3 separate regions of the Gossypium hirsutum genome follow, and all the other regions are linked to region 2. A link is a contact called in public Hi-C data. All regions are on one chromosome and are shown on one strand. Each heading gives the region's core, a stretch centred on a gene start, on an enhancer-like site or on the middle of the called end of the contact. The rest is flanking DNA. Distances are from core to core; before and after follow the strand shown.

Region 1 (3,990 bases), core at 1,098-3,597, 190 kb before region 2:
AAAATGAAAAAATTTAGAAACATAGGCTACCAGTACTATGGTGAAAGACTAAGAAAATGAGAAATTCTTACCTGGTAGTTTAATAACAAATAAAAATATTCTGACCATAGTGACTACATTTATCTCCTGTTTCAGTGTTTATTTATTTTTAATCCATTTCTTTTTCCTGCAAAGGACTATCTTTTAGATTTCCTGCAAACGAGTATTTTTCAAATTTATTGGAGATATGATGTTATTTATTTTTGGACTTTATCATTTGCAGACTCGAGAATTGGTCGAGGACTTGAGATCTTCAAGTGGCAAACTAGGTGCTGATAACCAGACTCTACTGAGAATACTATGCCACAGGGCTGATTCAGAGGCATCCCAGTTTGTCAAGAAGCAGTATAAGATACCCAAGTCTTCTGCATAGGCTGTAGTTCGACTCAGAATCGGCTTGAAGTAGGAGAAAGCGTTGACTTGAAATCTGGCTTGACGTAGGAGAAAATGGCAAATATGCATCAGCCGGTTTGTGTGAAATATAAGTTCATCACTCCCTTGTAAGAGAAAACAACTGGATTTTCTTTCATCCTTCTTTATGGCATCTTTAAATCACTCTGTTCTCTTTGTATGTTTACATAATCACATTTGAGTTGTGTATATGAGATGGAAACCATACCATGGCCAAGTACAGCTGTTTTGAGCCTTTGGAGCTATGTTACCTGGCTTTCATTTTTCCTAAGATACTCGCCATACATTCAAACTTGAGTTTGAGATTTTTAGCTTTCAAATATATAGATTTTTTTTAAAAGGAAAAAAAAATTGCATACCTGTACGGACTCATTTGTATTCGACATTTATGGATTTGGAACGAGTTAAAAGTGCTCTGGTAAGTAGCATGTGGCTTCCTCAGTAGAATTTTGGCCCACTTTGATGTTTACCTTTTTTTTTAGTTTATTTTGATACTTTGGTATTTGGATCTATTTTGATTAGTAAATTTGAAAGAGTGTAAAAGTTTGATAACGCGGCATTTTAAAATTGTGTTATGTCATTAGATTCAATCTTTTTTAAGTAATGATGTGGCATAGTTTTAAAGTATCACATTATTAAATTTTTATATATATTTTAAATATTTTAGGATTAAGTGAACTTAATTGACAAGTTTAAGAACTAAAATCAATATATATATTAAAATGGATCTAGTAATTAAATTTAGGGTTCAAAATTATATTAACCTTTATGTTGACCTTGCGAATAAAGTAGAATGCTAATAAATGATTTAGATTGTGGTTATGAATGTAATCTTTTTTTTGTAAGGTATATAATGAATATTATTATGATAGTTATGATATTTATCGGAAATTTTTATTTGATTAGAAGTTGATAAATGTGATCACTAAAAAAACTCGAGTAAAACTTGAATTTAAATTTAAATTCAAGTTTTGTTTCTAGAGCTTAAGCTCGATTTCAGTTAAAAATTCAACTTGGGTCTTACTTTTTACCTAATAAAAATTAACTTAATTTTCATATTTAAACTATTTATATTTAAAGTTGAGGTGTAATTGAGAATTTTTAATACTAATTAAAAATAAAAATATATTATAAATAAAAAAATTTAGTTGGCTTGTACATTATTTGATTAAAGTATTAAGCTTTAGTAGACTTTGCACAAATCTCTTGATTATACTCTTTTAAATACGATAGGCATGATGAAAAAGACAGCTACAAAATAGTTCACAGTATTATTTGTTATGCATGTGACACTTCCCATCGTTTCTATAAATAAATTTGCGGTTGCAATTTAGACTTACCCTTCTTTCTATCTAATACCTTTTAACTTAAAAATATTAGCTCCACGTTAAAAAGGAAAATTAAGAAATAATCATCTCATTATTTTTATTGAACTTTAATTTTTATTATTTAAATTATTGTTTGGCAATGTAGAAAAAAAATTATAGACAATTTCTTTTTGTCAAATCATAGATGGATTTGTTGAGGAATCAGGCTGACATTTTCAAGGAGCTCAAATGGTATCATTTACCTTAACAATAATATAAGTCAGGGATTCAAATCCCATCAAGAATAAGACGTTTACGTCACCTCTTGATTACACCCTCATTACTTTTTGATGGGTAACTATACGTGAGTAACTATACATCTACGTATAGTAGGGTTGAATCAAGAATAAACTGATTGAATTATAGTTCTAACTTGAATTTTCAAAGGAAAAAGCAAAAAGCTTTAAATCGATAAAAAACAAAAAATTACAGACTAAAAAGAAAAAAAGAGAGAAATACAGTAGACCGGAATTTGTGACATTCTTTTAAAAAAAGGCCCATGTCCAAGGTCCATTATCGGTTTTACAAATTAAACCCAATTTTAGGCGAACAATTTAGAGCTTTAGGGCAGGGAAGATCATTTTTTCTTTTCTTTCTACTCTTAAGTCCACAGCAGCCTGACAGGTCATTACCAGTTTCACTCTTTAGCAGCTCACACTCTTTCCTTGTTTATTTTACAGGTTAGTTTTGCTTCACCTCTAATCTGCAATATTTGTTATATTATTCACCAAAATAAACCTCATCCACTTACCTTGTCTTGATCTGAATCTTTTGTTCTCCTAATTTTGATTCTTTTTAAAGTATTTCATTTTTAGTTCGAGATATATGATTTCCATTGGGCTTTTCTTTGACTGATTCTATTGCATGTTCGATTGAACAGATGAAAAGTTTTTCAAGGTGGTTCTCTTCTTGTTCTTTGATTGTTTTCCGAATGGCTTGTGATTTCGACTAGTTGAGTTCTCTTTTTTTGCATTTCTTGAATTTTTTTAATGATAAAATTGTGGGTTTTAATATTAAGAGGATGTTAACATGGAGTTTATGTTTTGGTTTCTGTATTGAATTAAGTTGATGTTTTTCTTTAGAGAAGATTGATTAGTTGGGTGAGATTCTATATTCAGGATTTAATCACGAATTCTGCCTGGTAGTATGTGTGGATGCGGATCAGAAAATTGCCTTCGTTTGTGTTTATGGATTATCACTATTGTTGTTGTTTAATCGGGCATGTAATGTAATGATGATAGTTTAGATCAATGTTACTTGGACTCGAGTGTGATAGCCGGATATGGTACGTGTCCAACACAGTATGTTCAAATATTTCATGCATTTGGAGGACCATTGGAGGTTCAGAACCCCACACCCATATATGCATGATATATTCACTTTTTTTCTTATTTTTTCCCTTGCATTTGGAGGATCATTTGAGGTTATGATCCCATACCCTTGTTCGGATGTATGGCAAACATGGATAATTCACACAAACAAAAAAAGAGATGAGTCAGAGCAACGTAGGTATAACACCTCTGGGAGTTTGTTAATCATACACATTCGTTTGGAACTACTTTGCTTTTAAAAGGGTTTCCCTTGTTTTGTGAAGAATTTCAATGGTAATGTTCCGATTTGTCAATGACTATGAAAATTTAGTTATGAGTTGTGGGTCGTTGAGCCTACTGAATCTGCTCACCTTGTTTTGTTTAGAAAATTTCAATTTCTTTTGAAGGAAATGGCATGGTTTTCCATTCATAGTATCTGTTTTCTGTTGCTTCATGTTTGATTATCGGTTTGGTGTTATCAGTATTTATGGAATTGAGAATTAGTGATGATGTGAAACGGGCATTGTTGGGTTTATTCATTACAATTGGGTAATGTTTTAAGTGGTTGAAAACTAAGTTGTAGGTGAACCTTTTTCAGTTTTTGAATTCTTCTAGATTGGTATACCATTTTTTGGCTCTGAAGGACATTAATTTCATTGTGAGTTTCGTTTTTTTTTTGTTTTTAATGTTGTTTTCTGCAGAATGTTTCTCAAGGTGCAGATGCCATGGAATGTCATAATTCCTGCTGACAGCTTGGATGCCAAAGGCTTGATGCTCAAAAAGGCAATAGTGATCCGCCTTATGGATGAATTTGCTTGCAAGAAGGCCACCAAGGATCTCGGATATTTCATGGCTGTAACAAC
Region 2 (4,077 bases), core at 72-2,571:
AAACTAAATATGGAAGACAGCTTTTACCTTGATATCCCAAGATTGAGTAAATCATTTGCTGCTTTCATCTTAGACTTGGACTCCATGTGCAAAGCATATGCTATATAGTAAGCTGAATGTGTCTTCCCAATATCATTGGCATCAAGAAAATAATAAATGACCTCAGCATCACTACAATGCTCAGCCTGCAAACACCATTTCCCAAACACTGATTCAGCATTTTAAACTCAGAGAAAACACCATTGCCATTTCAATTGGTATGCTTTCGATGTGTTCATTTATAACATGTTAAGTAGCATATTTCTGATTAAATTGACATCTGAGCAAGCATAAACAACTTAAGCAAACTATAAACATCACCATCTATGATTCTATATAAGATGATTAAAAAGAAGGAAGGTGAAAAGTACCCACATATTCCAACCAAACTTTCAGGTAGCGGAGATCATCTTTATAATGATCCGAATGCCAGAAAGCACGAACGCATTGCTCATAGATCAATACCAGTCCTGAGAAGTCTCCACCTGGTGGGAATGCCTCTTGAACCCATTTAATGCAACTTAACCCCAAAAAAGAAAACGTACAAAACAAACAATAAGCCACTGAAATAATTTAACCATATCTAATTTGAAACAAGGACACCCTAATAAAACAATTGAATCAACAGTCAACACTACCCGCTTTCCATTTTTACTCAATTTCGAATTTCAATCATTCAAAATGCAAAACCCAAATTCGTTTCCAACCATTAGAACATTTCAAGGTTCAAATAAAAGTTATGTAATGGGAAGAATAGTTACTCAAGCCAAGGCTGGAGAGGATCGTCTCCTTGGTACTCATCTATTGCCTCGATCAATCTCCTAAAGATTCAAAGTAAGAAAAAAGGAAGTACCCAGAAAGAAAATGGATCAAATATTAAAAATAAAGTTAAAAAGAACACAAAATAATCGTAGATAAGGATTTTGGAAGAGACCTTCGGTTTTCAAGGAGAGATTTCTTGAGTTGATCATTGGTGCGAGCTTTGAGAGCGTGGTTTAAGAGATCGACGTTTCGGCCTCTCTTCAAAGGTCTCACGTTTTCTTTGAAGAGTTCCCATTCGTTTCCCGTTTGTCGTTTCGATGAAAGGAACTCGGTCTCTGGATCCATCGCTTGGCTGCTCTTCTGCTCTCTTCTTGCTGAGTTTGAGAAATGGAAAAAAAAAGAGAGAAATTTAGAAAAAGGAGATGAGATTTCAAATTTTGAAATGTAACAACGGCTCCTCGAAAAGTTGCCGTTATATGAGAATTAGATTTGAAATAAAATAACTTGACATACTGGGCTAGCCTCGGTCAATTCCCATCTTTCTTTTTAGGTTTAATGTATAGAAAGTCCTCAATTATTATTATTATTATTTTAAATAAGCTCCTCCTAATTTTTTTCCCTTAATTAGATTTGTTTAATAGTCGGGTCTTTAAATTTGGATTAAGCTTAAATATAATATTAACATGCTTTATATTTGTCTAAGCTTGACCCGAACTAAAATATAGGCCTAAAAAGCATGTCCATATTTCCAAAAGATTAACTCAAACCCGTTTTAGGCCTAATAGTATTTTTCTAAAAATATTTATTTTATTTTATTTTAATAATTTATAATTTTTTATTAAATTTTTTTATATATTCAACTTAATATTTTTTTTAATGTTTGCATTAAATCTAAAACAAATTAATTCTGAATATAAAAAATAAAACAATTTTAAAATTACTAAAATTATTTAAAAATTATAAAGTGCACTTTTGCATATAAAATTGAACATTAAAGAGTTAATTAAAACTAAACAGTTATTATGTTCTGTCTATTCTGTTGTTTATTTATTTCTTGTTTTAAAAACACATTTGCAAGAGAGATCATCTAACAAACATGTTAATTGATATTTCAAATCAATTAATTTTTTATATAAATATTCAAAATATATCATTTTCAATTGAAATATAAAAATATGGAATGTAAGTATAAATTAATGGAATGTAAGTGTACGTATCTATATAATAAGTTAAACAAAATCTAGAACATGGGGAAAGAATTAAGTGAAAATAGACTGCTTTTAAAAAAAAAAAAAAGGAAAAAGATTATGGTTGGATTGTAAATTTAACGGTTTTTTTACAATTTTTTATATTTTTTTATAATTTTAAAATGAATCTGAATAAATGAGTTTTTGAATACCCACATTTTTTCCATTCATTATAAATTTATTTTTTAAAATAATTTTAAAAAATATTTTAAATCTTTTTACTTTTTGTTGACATGAGGAGCTTAATTCAATGCAAAAAATTGAGAGGAACTTAATTGATTTTTTTTTAATTATTTGAGAATTTTTATCCATTAAGCCTTATATATATACACTAAATATTAAGAAGTTTTACAAATTAACAATCATTATTTTGAAGATATTTATGTCTTTTTGTATTTTGGCAAATCTAATAATATATATACACATAATAAAAACTATGATATTTGAACACATGACATGATGCATTTCACTATTTTAACATAGTCATTTCAACTAAAGTGTGAAAAAATCAAATACATATTTAATTTTTTTAAATTAAATTGACTTAAAAGTACATCTATTTATATATTGAGTTATTCCTCTAAGGTCCATGCATGTGTACTGAATATTTAAAGCTTAAGTTTACTTCGGCTAAACTTATTTTTAATTACATAATATATATTATTTAACTTTTTTTATATAACTTATAACATCTAAAAACAGTTTTATATAATATATTTTAAATTACATATATTTTAAAACTTGTTTGGAATGTATTTAGAGCTTTTATTTAGCACTTAGATGCAAGGGTGAAGGGTGTAATCAAAGACGGCAGGTACAATGGACCTAGACTATAACTTAGTAAACCTAAGTAATGTATTTGTTTCAAATTTACTTAAATCAACTTAAATCACTGAAAATTGAGAATCTCAATAAAAAATTTCTAAGGCACTAATTATATACACAAGCAATAAGCATCAAAAGAAAAAAAAAGGCACAACAAAACTTTTAAAGAAAATGTTCTCTCAATTTAATTACACAAAACTGAATGATTACAAATGAGATAGGAAAATTCCTTTATTTATAGTTGAACTTTCCTACATTCAATGGTACAAATCAAATTACAACGGCTTAAATTCAAACATATCTACAAGATAGAGTACTAAGAAATTTAAACTATTTGTATAATCTGAACCTTAGAATTACAAAATTACCTGGTACAATACAAGTTATTAGGGTGTTTATATTTTCACTAAACATCAAGTAGATAAACCTTGAATCTTTCTAGTATTGGACCAGTCCTAGTAGGCTAAGCGACCCCAAATCATCCATAAATGCAACTAAGGTTATTAGTCTGCGCCTTGGTCAAGGGCATTTGTATGCAGCCCATGTCAAAGACACGAGTCCTAGCCCCCCCCCCTGGCTAAAAGGTATAATATCTTTTTTAGTCCCTTTGAAATTTAATTATTCAATATAATTCTTTTAGCTTTTTAATAATATGGAAAAATTACATTTTTGGTCACTTCCAAATATTAATAATTTAATTTCAACCATTTTGACATAAATAATTTTGAATTTGACCCTTCAATTTTTTTAATTTCATTTCGACCCCTCTAATACAAAGTTCATGGCTTTGCCTATGACCTAAATTTGAAGTACTCAAGCTTAAAACTCATCATATGCAATTATCATGTGTGCGTCTTTAGTCTCACTATAACCTAAATTTAAAAAGCTAATAATGGTATTTATGAAATTAACTTTTGGTAAATCCTAAACTTTGATACTTACAAAATACTAATGAATAATTAACCAACTCAATCAATTCAAGTTAGTATAAAAGACCAAATGACCAGAAAAGGCCCATTTCCAAAAGAAAATTACAAAAATGGGTCATTTTTTCAAAAATAACGGGAATGGTCCATTTTTACTAAAACGCGATGAGCTGGCATTGTTTTCAAGGAAAACACAGAAAAACGCGTCTAGCTCAGCACTTTTTCCTCTAATGTCAGGTAAAACATGCTATGTCGAAGCGCTTTTCAAAAAAGCATAT
Region 3 (4,096 bases), core at 459-2,958, 130 kb after region 2:
ATTATAAAGTAATGTATGTGTATTTTATAAAATTATAAAAAATTATATTATTTAAATTTAATTATTTTTTAAGTTAAAATTCAAAAAAATTATTGTTATAAAAGTGTTATAAAATATTTAATTATAAAAAGTTATGATCGATAAATATGAACAAAACTTATTTATATGTACATGCTATATATTTTCAAAGTAATATGCTTATTTAACTTATTTGTAAAAAAAAAAATTCTAATTTATGGAAAAAAAATATTGTTATATAAAAGTTGTAGGACACTTTATAATTTTTCTATATATTATAAATTTTATATTATTTTTTACTTAATTTTCATATTATAAAAAAATTATAACTTTGTATAATTCTTTCTTAAAATCAAGTTTATATAATTTTTTATAATTAAAGTTACGGATTTTTTGCACCATGAACTCAAATATTATATGATAGATGCTAATTATGTATATACAAAAGAATTTTTTACACTATATCGTGAGATATGATACCATTTGAGATAATGGAGTTACACACAAATACCAGACACGACTCACTAACTCTTTAATTTGAGACATTTAAGGTTTTGACATATGATTAAGTGGATATTTGTTATTCTAAAAAAATATTTCTCATATTAACAACATATAGTTTGCTCTTTAATTTAACGTATATAAACTACTTTACCCATTTTTAATAGAGAAAACAAAATGTAATCCAACTTTTGATATAAGATACATCTTATATTTTGGAAGGGTTGAAAATTTTATTATGTTAGAAAATAACTTAGGAAATAATGTTTCAACATTCAAGAAACAAACTTTGTTCTATTTTTCAATTATGTATTTTACTTTTTATGGATTGTTATTCGTGAGTATGGGTGTTTTTTCAACTCTACAATTAAGTTAAAAAATTGTTATGTGTTTTTTTATTTAGGATTTATTTTTATAAAATCCTAGAAAAATATTTTAAAAAATTAATTAAGTCCTTTTAAATTTTTTACATCTAATTGAGCATTTTAATTGAAAAAATTGGTCAAATAAACAATTTGTTGATGTGATAGTTAATAAATGATGATTCAACGGCCTTTGTACATGTGGCAGTTCACATAGATGAATTTTTTTGCACTTGAGTTCATTACGAATAATTTATAATATATATAGAGCGTAATTTAATTAATTATTTTGTAGATAAATTGAATGATAAATTATTTATTGTTAATAAATTTTTTAGATTGTTTAAGCGAGAACAATAAAATAACATATAATTGTAATTTAAAAATAAAATATATTCTAAAATAAAAAAATTATTGTATAAAAATAATTTTTAAAACTTAAATCAAGTATGAGTATGTTCAAAAATTTATATGTTAATTGGATTTTTTTTTGAAGATAACAGTTGGACTTTATTAAAATAAGGGTAAATTACACCAACAGTCACTTAATTTTGGGTAACTGACAAATCAATTATATTAGTTTTATTTCAGTCACTCAGCTTTAGAAAAATAATAAAACAACCATTTTAACCGTTTTTCATTACAAATGTAACAGTAAAATGACATGATAGATGATGGATTGCTTGGTGGCATTAACCGTTCAGCTGGTCAGTTAGCACTAATTTTAACAGCCCCTTTAGCACCAATTTAGGGTTTATACAAAAGAAGAAGAAGAAGAGGAAGAGGAGAATAAGAAGAAGAAGAAAAATGGAGATGCCTCCACTTTTCAAATCAATCCCATACTGCATCTCTACAAATGAATCCTCTAAACACTGAATGTAACGAATCGTCATCCTTATCCCCCACATTCATCCTCCATTCTAAAATCAACATTCTCTCATCTAATTTTTGAAGCTTCAGTCTCTAATCTATGTTTATTCAACTCCGCTTCCCATTAGACTCCTCTTGAACTCAAATTCATAGTGTTGTTTTATTATTATTTCTCCCTCAAACCTTTTCTCACTTTTTTATGTCAACAGTATTTTCAATCATTATCTATGTCAATTAAAAAAAAGTTTAGCTTTTTGGGCTTTAAAGAACAATGGTTCGGTATAGGTTAATGTTAAGCCAATCACTGTTTCTCTTGGAGAAAAGGTTGTAGATTCCTCGTTGTCAAGTAGCTTCTCTGCTGTTGAAAAGGTTAGGTCCTTCAAACCTTCAATTCTAGCTAGCAAGATTAGCTTATCTCAGGCTCAAAAGGACTTGGATGCTTGTCAGGGGAGCACTGTACAACAACCAAAACTTGGAACTGAATCTTTAACATCTAAGTTGTTATTAGCTACAGCTAAACATTCCGGGGTGGTTCCAACAACTAACTTGGATGAAAGCCTGCCATTTAACTCTGTATCTTCTGCCCTAGCTGCCACATATGAGGAATCTATGCTAGTCATTGCCAGTAATTAAGGTAGGAAGGAAAGTTTGGTTAAGTCCATCTCTATAAAAGATCATCAGAAGAAAACGAGCAAAAAGGGACTTATTCAGCCATCAAATCAAGTTTTTTTTCTTGTTTTTTTCTTCTAGTTCTTTTTTAACCATATGTATGTTTTGTTTGCATGTATTTATCTGCTCTTTCACAAATTGATGGAGATAAGCTCCAGGTTATTCAAAGGACTTTCAAAGGGACTTGGATGCTTGTCCAATGTGGCTTTATCTTGCAAAACTAGCTCCAGGTTCAATGGTCTGTTTTTGTAATGGAGATAAGCTACTCCTATTTTCCTTTCCTTTCCTCTCCTATTCTTTTTCTTCTTCTTCTACATTTCTCTTATTTTTCTTTTACCATTAACTAATCATCTTCTTTTTTTTTTTACCCTTTGACTACTTGCCCAACGTGACAAGTTAGTTGGTCACATTAACTAATTAATTTGTCACATCAGTGATCTCGTAAAGACAATAACAAAAAATATTAGTAAATAATTGATTTGTTACTTTTTGATAATGTTAGCGACTGTTTTATTTTTTTTAAAAGTTGAATGACTGAAATGAAACTAATGTGATTGATTTGTTAATAACCCAAAATTAAGTGACTGTATATTTAATAATAAATTTTAATTTTAATATAATATTTAATTCCTAAAAATACTTAAAAGCTAAAAGAGAAGATGAAATCCAAAACATCTATTTAAATTAAATATAACTTAGATAATATAATATTTAATTCTTAATAAAAATAATTCCTAGAAAAAATATAAATAATCACAAAAAAATATTAATGATTCTTGAAAAAAAAGTAGTTAAAAAGAAGAGGTTGTGAGGAGGATATTGAATGAGTGGTTAACATAATTATAATTACTTTTAAAAACACTTCATCGCTCCTACTTTTGGAAAGCACAGATGACAAGATATATTTTTAGAAATTGTTTCAATCAGACGGTCACAAATCTCTCTATCTACCTACCTCAAGTCACCAAAGATTTGCGTCTGATCAATCCCTTTCTCACCCTTCACTTCCTCTACATTCAAACAAGTCAAACACTGTTGGTTCTTTAGAACCGGTCGATTAAAGTCCCATAGGAGGTGTGTAGGATACAGCTGTCTCATTAAGTAGGAGCTGCTCCACCGTCTGATAGATGTAGGAGAGCCGCACGCGTGGCACCCATGTAGAGATTGTGATTAATATTTCATCTTTAATGGCATCTATTTATTATTTTTCAAAAAAAAAAAAAAACAAGTCAATACTCAAGCAAGTAACTTACGCACTCAAGCAGAGGAGAAGCCTGGAGAGAGTTCTGAGAAATTACAGAGCAATGGAAGCCATGGCAGCAGCGAAACCAGTGATCAAAGTAGCTGCCCTTTGTGGGTCTTTAAGGGAAGGCTCTTACAATAGAGGCTTACTTCGTTATGGTAAGGTTCTTTTGCAAATTGACGTCCAAATGGATGTTCTTGTTTTGGTTTCTGGGAAATACTCTTTTGGGTTTTTGTTTTTTTTACTCCCTTCAGCTATTGACGTCTAAAGGAATATTCTTGTTTTAGTTTCTGGGAAAAAAATATTGATTTGGGTTTTGTGTTTTTTTGTTTCAGCAATGGAGCTAACTAAGGAAGAGATTGATGGGATTCAGATTGATTACATTGACATTTCGCCGCTTCCTATGCTCAACACTGACCTCGAGGTTAATGGA

The links. A called contact is a pair of places that touch in the nucleus more often than the background predicts.
Region 1: a contact with region 2 is called in a Hi-C map of leaf, with 2.5 times the contacts expected there. The contact joins the promoter of LOC107904403 here to the promoter of LOC107904407 in region 2. A contact is called at or near these places in 2 of 34 Hi-C or Micro-C datasets (callus and leaf).
Region 3: a Hi-C map of leaf shows a contact between it and region 2, with 1.6 times the contacts expected there. The contact joins the promoter of LOC107904413 here to the promoter of LOC107904407 in region 2. A contact is called at or near these places in 3 of 34 Hi-C or Micro-C datasets (all in leaf).

Annotation. Positions count from the first base shown.
Region 1 is chrA05:34,026,263-34,030,252 of Gossypium_hirsutum_v2.1, reverse strand. LOC107904403 (DNA-directed RNA polymerase V subunit 7) reads left to right here and starts at 2,347. Exons shown (of 2, transcript XM_041112273.1): 1 at 2,347-2,497; 2 at 3,829-3,990. The coding sequence starts at 3,830. It overlaps LOC107904401 (protein unc-13 homolog), which reads left to right. Exons shown (of 26, transcript XM_041112275.1): 26 at 263-875. The coding sequence ends at 412.
Region 2 is chrA05:33,838,192-33,842,268 of Gossypium_hirsutum_v2.1, reverse strand. LOC107904407 (mitotic spindle checkpoint protein BUBR1) reads right to left here and starts at 1,321. Exons shown (of 11, transcript XM_016830769.2): 1 at 974-1,321; 2 at 801-860; 3 at 415-559; 4 at 28-185. The coding sequence starts at 1,146.
Region 3 is chrA05:33,709,087-33,713,182 of Gossypium_hirsutum_v2.1, reverse strand. LOC107904413 (NADPH:quinone oxidoreductase) reads left to right here and starts at 1,708. Exons shown (of 7, transcript XM_016830777.2): 1 at 1,708-2,120; 2 at 2,199-2,385; 3 at 2,573-2,658; 4 at 3,686-3,821; 5 at 3,999-4,096. The coding sequence starts at 2,620.